Linked DNA regions of Pelodiscus sinensis: region 1 is linked to region 2. The links are chromatin contacts, called in public Hi-C maps. All regions are on one chromosome and are shown on one strand. The core of a region is the stretch at or near the end of the contact, and the rest is flanking DNA. Distances in the headings are between cores, read along the strand shown. Region 1 holds the start of NFX1 (nuclear transcription factor, X-box binding 1). Region 2 holds the start of ICE1 (interactor of little elongation complex ELL subunit 1).

Evidence for each region. A called contact is a pair of places that touch in the nucleus more often than the background predicts.
Region 1: a contact with region 2 is called in a Hi-C map of blood, with 2.7 times the contacts expected there. The contact joins the promoter of NFX1 here to the promoter of ICE1 in region 2. A contact is called at or near these places in 3 of 5 Hi-C or Micro-C datasets (blood, liver and an unstated tissue).

What each region holds. Positions count from the first base shown.
Region 1 is chr2:139,556,348-139,560,290 of ASM4963464v1, reverse strand. NFX1 (nuclear transcription factor, X-box binding 1) reads right to left here and starts at 1,761. Exons shown (of 24, transcript XM_075921512.1): 1 at 1,581-1,761. The coding sequence starts at 1,605. LOC142827229 (a long non-coding RNA gene) reads left to right here and starts at 1,730. Exons shown (of 2, transcript XR_012901814.1): 1 at 1,730-2,121.
Region 2 is chr2:139,304,265-139,308,324 of ASM4963464v1, reverse strand. It overlaps ICE1 (interactor of little elongation complex ELL subunit 1), which reads left to right and starts at 2,527. Exons shown (of 20, transcript XM_075921506.1): 1 at 2,527-2,961. The coding sequence starts at 2,881.

The sequences.
Region 1 (3,943 bases), core at 512-3,011, 250 kb before region 2:
AATTATTAAAGAAACTAGAATAAGAACAATTTTACTTCAGACAGACTTGAACTAATTTGCTTAGTTCCCTTCTCTGCCCTCCCCTCAAAAAAACAAAAACAAAAAACCACCATCAGAAGATTGATAAAGCAGTAGGGTATATTTATCTTAAGTACCTAACATACAAGCTTTTGATTATTGGCTTAAACATCTTAATAGAGCCTGTACCTCTGACAACCAGTCTTTCATTATATGACCATAAGACACACACCTAACACAACACAGTATTAAATACAAAGCTAAATAACGTTTTCAATACAACTCTTCCATAGATAGCTTAAAATAAGACCAAACATGAAATAAACTCACATCACAAATTCATAGGTTCCAAGACCAGAAGGGATGTTGTGATTATCTAGTCTAACCTGCAGAACACAGGTGACAATGTCACAAATTCCTAGAGTATCTTTTAGAAAAAAATCCAATCTTGACTTAAAAGTTGCCATTGAAGGAGAATAGTCGTGACAATGGTTAATTACAGTTTATGTTATATATATATATATATATATATATATATATATATATGCATATGCCTTATTTCCACTCTGAAATTATCCAACTTCAACCTTTGGATTGTATTATGCTCATCTCTACTAGATTGAAGAACCCAAGTTTCAGAGTGGTGACCTGAGCCAAGCTCAGTCCCATGGATCAGGATCTCTTGCTGTGTGGTGAGAATGAGCCACTCTCACTGCTATTTGCAATATGCCTCCCACCCCTGTGGGCCAAAGCCCAGGGCCTGCTCCTCCCAACCATCACACACTATCCACTCCCTCATATGGATACAACTGTAGAATGAAGTAATACAAAATTCCCAGAAAATATTACAACTGTTAAAAATGAATTTCAGTAGCCTCCACTAACGCCTCGCTAGTTAGGAGGTCTTAGAAACAAGTGTTTACCCCATCAGGAAGAGGGGCTGCCTTATGTACTCAGGTTGCTGTAAGAAGAGGATTCTAAGCTCCTTTGAGATACTCAGTGTTATAATTGTGTTGCTGGACTTCTTGCATGGGAGTGCCTTGGCTTACAATGCGTGGCGAATCATATTCTGGCCCCGCACATGACATTCTGGAGCAAGGCAAAGTTACAGTTAATTAATATTAGAAAAAAAAATCCCTCACCCCCCCTCTCCCCCAAGGGAAGCAGAGGGTTTATTAGCAGAAGGGAAGAACACCGGCTGGCAGGCGCCGCGATGGGCGCTCAGGGGCGCAGCAAGTGCTCTGGGAGGCAAATCGCGGACCCGCCGCGGCTTCCCCAGGAACGTGTTTCTCTCGCCGGCCCGGCCCCGCGGCGTGGGCGGGCAGGACCCGGCCTGCAGTACGGGGGGGGGAGTCGGCTCCGTGGGAGCCAAGGGGGGAAACCGCCCCCCGCACGGGGCCGCGTGCCGGTGGGGCTGGGCTCCCGCGCCGGTGGGGGCAGAGGCGGAGGCTGCTGCGGGCCGGCTCTGAAGGCGGGAAGGTTCCTGCGCCGCAGTCCGCTGCCCCCGCCGCGGGGGAGGGGGGGGGAGGGCTCTGACACGCCGAGACCCGCGCGAGCCCTACCTGAGCCCGGCTGCGCCTCCGCCATGCCGGCTCCGCGCACGCGCAGACGCGAGCGCCCTCCTCTCTCGCCGAACTCTCGGCGCTTCCTACGCCACGCCCAAAAACCCCGGGAGGAGGGGCCAAGAGCGCGCGGCCAAGGAGGGGAAGGACGGAGCGGCGGCTGCCGGGCGGCTCCCCGAACTCTGCGTGGAACGAAACCGGAACGAATGACGTCACGTGAGGGCCGCGGGGCCAAGGCTGCTCGTTAGCTCCGCCCCCCTCCCCGCTCGTTTCTCTCCCGGATGGCAGCGCGCTCGCCACGTCACAGCTTTCGCGGGGTGGGGTTCGTTTCACCTGACGCCCGTTGGGCCGGTTACTGGCGAGCCGCCCCGAAGCGAACAGGAGCCGTGAGCCCTGCGCCCATGGCTCTGGGAGCAGGCACGCTGCGGGGGTTGCGAGCAGCCCGGCTGGCAAGGGAAGAACACGCTCCTCGAGGAGCGCAATGGACTCGGCTCGTCAAAGCCAAAGTCCGGGGGGGAGGCAGCTAGAGTTACAGTCTGTTGTAAGTACCCGGGGGGGGGGGGGGAGTTACAAATAGGCTGTTGCGTCTCGCAGACACCTGTGCGCTGCGAGCTCCTTGCTTTACCTCGCAGCGAGACTAATCCGGATTGGAAATCAATTGCGATTGTTTAGTGTAATTAGCCAGTGGAGCCATTTCCCAAGGGCTGGAGTGCCCCCTTACTTGATACGGGCCCTCACGACTGGATGGTTGTGCAGGAGAGAGGGGTTTTGTGGCTCTATGAAACTTCAGAAACTTCTGCGAGGAAAGCTCAGAGTCCTATGGTCCCGGTACCCAAATGGAGCTCTGGAGGCTGCTGCAGAGAAACCTGCCATTGTTAGCAGTGGGTGTTCTCCTTGCCAAAGCTCTAGCAGCCCTACATTAAAAGATTCTAAGGCAAGAAGGGACTTTCTGATTATATGGTCTGATCGCCTGTATAAATGGCCATAGAGCTTCCTGAAAATAATTCCTAGAGCATATCTTCTAGAAATATGCCCAATCTTGATTTTAAAATTCTCAATACAGGCAGTCCCCGGGTTACGTACAAGATAGGGACTGTAGGTTTGTTCTTAAGTTGAATTTGTATGTAAGTCAGAACTGGTACATATTGTAGGGGAAACTCTAGCCAAACATTTCTCCAGAGCTCAGTTTTATTCTCCCACACCTCACTTCCCTCAGTCCTTTATTCTCAAGCTGAGGTTTCTGCTGAGAAAAGCCGCTCCGCCTCTCCCTGGTCTGCTGGGGGGGGGGGGGGCGCTAGCTTCGCGTCTCCCTGGTCTGCTGGAGGGAAGCAGCTAGTGCGGGGTTGCCTCACCCCGTTTGTAAGTAGGGATCCGATGTAAGTCGGATCCATGTAACCCGGGGACTGCCTGTAATCATAATTCACCACCATGATCTTTGGTGAATTATTCCAGTGGTTGATTGCTCTCACCTTTAATAAATTGTGCCTTATTTCTTGTCTGAATTTGTTTAACTAGCTTCTAGCCACTAAATTGTGTTACAGCTTTCTCTACTATTTAACTATTTAATAATTGAAGAGTCTATTATTTAACATTCCCCACTGTTGCTTTAAGGGCATTCCTGTGCCAGTCAAGGGGCTCCCTGATTTCTAGCAGTGAGTTTCAGCTGACCTGATCAGTTCAGTTACCTCCACTCCCTGTTATAATCTGTAGTTAAAAGATGTAAATAAATATGTCATTGGAAAATTAATAACTCTGAAGTCATTAATATTTTGGCATGATCTATATCTGGGCAACTCACAAAGGATTATATAAAATTAGGATGAGCGAGTTGATAGTTTTTTTTTCCAGACAAAGGAATGTGGGCTTTGTCAGCTTTAGTATGTCTACTATATAAATTGAACAAGGTGTGACCAAAACCAAGAAAAGCTTATTAGCATGTCAGATACACAATTCCATAAGGAAAGCAAAGGGGGTAAAAATGATCGCAAAAGGGGACGCAGTCTGCAGCTAGGAAACCTTCTTGCCTCTTGAAGTAACGTCAGTGAACTCTTTGAGAAATATACTTTACAAGAGTTTACTGGATTTTAAAGAGTCTGGCACAGAGCACCTAAGTTACCTTTCACCTGAAGAAATAAGGAAAACCAGCACTGTGAATTCAGTGAGGATCCTGACTAAGAGCTACTCAGCCATTTTGGGGGTAGAAGAAGAACACTGGTGAAGAAACCACTCTGAATAAAGTCTATAGCTTGTTAAATTAGGCCCTAGCCATTCAGTATTTTTACTTTTGTTTGTAACATTTTTCTTCTTAATCCCAGATGGTCTCATTCACATAAAATCTCCCTCTTTTTGATCCAATAAACTTG
Region 2 (4,060 bases), core at 1,278-3,777:
TTGATAGCAGCCTTCAACTACCTGAAGGGGGGTTCCAAAGAAGATGAAGCTAAGCTGTTTTCAGTGGTGACAGATGCCAGAACAAGGAGCAATGGTCTCAAGAAGCAGTGGGAAAGGCCTAGGTTGGATATTAGAAAAAACTATTTCACTAGGAAGGTCACGAGGGTGGTGAAACACTGGAATAGGTTACCTAAAGAGGCGGTGAGATCTAAAAATATTAAGTCCTGGCTGGGGTGTTTTAGTTGTGGTTGCTCCTGCTTTGAAGAGGAGATTGAACTAGGTGATCTCTTGAGATCTCTTCCAATCTTATTCTTTGATTCAGTGAAAGCCCCTCCTCCCCCATCATATTCATACCCTACACATCATTGCTATGATCTACAAAATATGCCTTGTGAGCAGTGTTCCCTCAAAGCTTTTCCATCCATGTCTGGAATAAATGTTATGTGCACCAAGGCATGTGCAGATTTTCACCACCAGTCCAAACACATGCTGCTGGCTCTGGGCACTGTGGGTGCTCTGCTAAACAGATGCACAGCATTTGAATCTCTCCTGGATACTCACACAAGTGCTCAGCTTAGAGGGAACACTGCTTGTGAGGTATCATTTGAAAACTAATAACTTGCTGGTAATTAACATCTTAGGCTATGTCTACACTACTAGGTTATTTTGACATAAATTATTTTGGAATAATAACTCCGCAAAATAACTATTTTAAAATAAGCTTATTTCTCTTCACAAGCAGAAGCTATTATTTCAAAATAACAAGCTCATTATTTTGAAATAACAGGCTTAGTTGTGTGAACACTCTCCTTGTTATTTCAGAATAAAGGGAGTTATTTTGAAATAGCTCCTCAGTGTAGACAGGCCCATGGCGAAATGGATGTAGGAATATAGTTATGAATTGCCCCATAAGACATTGGTAGCATATGTTTAAGCACACACAGCCCTGACTAGCCAAAAAGTTGTTAACTAGATCTAGCCTAAACAAAGCGAAATGTGTTTAAACTTATTTTACATGCAAATAGTAAACAGGGTCCTTGAGACAGCAAGATGGGAATGCTAGGTGATAAGGCAAGGTTGCAGGTCTGCATTCATAAGGGAGAAGAAAAAGCATGGAGCCATGTTCACCACCAGAATCCATATTACCGTTTTTACTGAATAAAATGCTTCACTTTCAGCCGTAACCCTTGGCAGAATGCATTTCAAAAGAGTAACTGAACAATTCAGTGAGGATAAAAAGCATTCCAAAGCATCACCCCCTATCTTTCCAGTCTCTTTTACCTAAGACAACAAAGGAACCAGCCCTTTGAAATTGAGGAGATCCTGAGCTGAAAATGTAGTCAGCCATGTAGCTGTGAACATGTGGTGAAGAACATAGTAGCTATTTAAGTTTTAACTTAATTAATAGAAAGCATTTTATCTCTATTTTCCTTTTAACCATTTCTGAATGTAATGCCTTGTTATTTGAATGTAGAATGTCTCTTTGTAGTTCACTTGTTTTATTTTTATCAAAACTAAGCCAGTGGTGAGTTGAAACTGAGCAGCTTGGGCCTGCACTTTACAGTAGCATCAGGGAGTAGCTGAGTTAGTCTGTACGGGATAAACTTAAAAAACGCCAAAACAAATAGTCTGGTAGCTTGTTAAAGATTAACACAGTGGTCCCCAATATGGTGCCTGCGGGCGCCATGGCGCCCACTGGGGCATTTATGTACGCATGAAACATCTGAGCTGTCCCCTCCCCTGGCACCCGGCACATGCATGGTGTTGGCCCCGGGCGCGTGGCGCATGGGCAGCCCCACCCCCAGAAGTGTGGTGCGTGAGCAGCCCTGCCCCTGGGTGCCCTGCAACCACGAAAGGTTGGGGACCACTGGACTAACATGTAGATGGCATCATGAGCTTTTGGGGGTATATCCCACTTCTTCAGATGACTATGAAGAAGTGGGCTATGCCCACGAAAGCTCATGATGCCATCTACATGTTTTGTGAGTCTATAAAGCACTGCCTGACTATTCCTTGTTTTTTTTAAGTTTATCTTTTCACACTAGCAGACTCTCGTGACCCTTTACAGGAGCAATGGGCTGTGGTAGCTGAGCTGGCTAGACGCGGGCTGGGCAGCGCAGCAGGCAGGCTAACGGGAGAAACTGAGGACTCGGGGCGCGTGTAAGGGACACCCTGCACACAGTGACCAAGGCTGCTGGAAACCAGCGTGACTAGCACGCGGGACACCCAGGACCCTGCCCCCCGTAGGCCACACAGGCAGGGAGAAACTGCTCCCACCCCATCCCCCAGATCCCCACGCTCCTCAGAGCAACCTTAGTACAATGCCCCAGGAAACTACAGTTCCCAGCATGCATTGCTCAAGAAGGCTAGGCGCGTTGCACGATGGGACCTGTAGACTGGGCGGCTCAGACTGCCTCACCGTCCGCTCCCCAGTAGCTCCTCCCCTCCCTGTAATGACTGTAGTTGAAGCGCCGCCGGTCGGCCCCAGCAGCGACCCAGACTAACGCAGGACCCTAGTGGGGCACCAGGGAGGAGCCGGTTTACAAATACGCTCCTGCCCCGGCCGCAGCGCTGGCAACGGGACCCCTTGTTATTCTGGGTCCGAGCGGCTCTTAGGGGAGAGCCCCCGCCCTGACCCCCGCCGAACGGCGCCTCAAGCCGGCTGCTGGCTCCCGCTCCCGGACAGGCATCTGGGCGGGCACCAGGCTGGGGCGGGCCCTTCCCGGGACTGCGGCGCGCTGCGTTTGCGCCGCGTCTTCTCCCGCTGGCCCGGCGCTGCTGCCGGGAGGGCGGGCGGATGGAGGCGCGCGGCGGCGGGGCACGGCGGCTGTGCAGGGCGAAGCGGCTGGAGGACGTCGGGGCGCCGGCGCCGCGGGGATCATGATGCCCGGAGAGGCGCCGGCGGCGGGGATCGCGGCCGAGGCCGCCACGGCCTGTGCGAACTGCAGCGCGCTCCAGCAGGTAGCGGCAGCCCCGCCCCTTGGCCGTTATGCCCGGTAGCGCCCAGGCACCTGGCTGCTGGGGCGCGTAACCCCCGGCCCGGCGGAGCCAGTGGTGGCTCCGCATCGGTTCTCGCTGGGCTGGCTGGGAGGGTCCCTGGCAGGGCCGCCCTTAGGATTTATGGTGCCCTACGCGGGGTTATTAAACTGGTGCCCCTACGCCTGACTTGCTCTTAGCAACACAACCATAAGCTTACGCTATTGGAAAACTTGCCACATGCACCTTATTAAAAACAGTTTAACTTAATGCTGATGGATTTGCACTGAAGAAGTACACTATAGAAACAAATTCTGATTTATTGACGGAATTATACACATATATATTTTTTAATTAGTTGACATTTTATTGGAAATTTATATGAAGAGGTATTGAAACAAGAATTTGTTTTTAATTAAAAGCAATCTTTCTGCCTTTTTTGGCTGCAAAGTCAGTAATAATGTCATCATATGACAAAGACAAAGTGATATCTTGTTCGATTGCAAGAAGAGCAAGACCAGTCAAGCGTTCCTGACTCATTGTAGAACGGAGATAGTTTTTAATGAGCTTTAGTTTGGAGAAACTCCGTTCTCCTGATGCTACTGTTACAGGAATTGTCAGTAGAATACGAGTGGCAATGTACACATTAGGATATATGTCAACAAGTTTGGTGGTATGAATAAACTGTACAGTGTCCATCATCGATTTTGCATATGGCAGCATTGATGACAATGTACTCAATTCTTCGTACAGTTCAAGTCCATTTAAATCAAAACTATCACCATGCTTCAGGAGGCTCTCTAGATTCTTGCACTTTGTCATTAGCTGCTTTTGTTTTCCTATGTTGTTGAATTTAGTTATGTCGTACAAAAATCCAAACGGTTCATGGTGTACTTTTAAGGTATTAAACCTTTCATCAATGGCAGATATTGCTTTATCCATCACAACATTAAAAAATTCAACCTCAGATTTCTTTTCTGGATCGTCTATGGGCTCATCTGCTCCTTCATATTCCGCTTGCCATTTTTTCCTTGAAACTCGCGTCACATTCGGACATGGACAATTTGGTTCTACACCGAGTGCT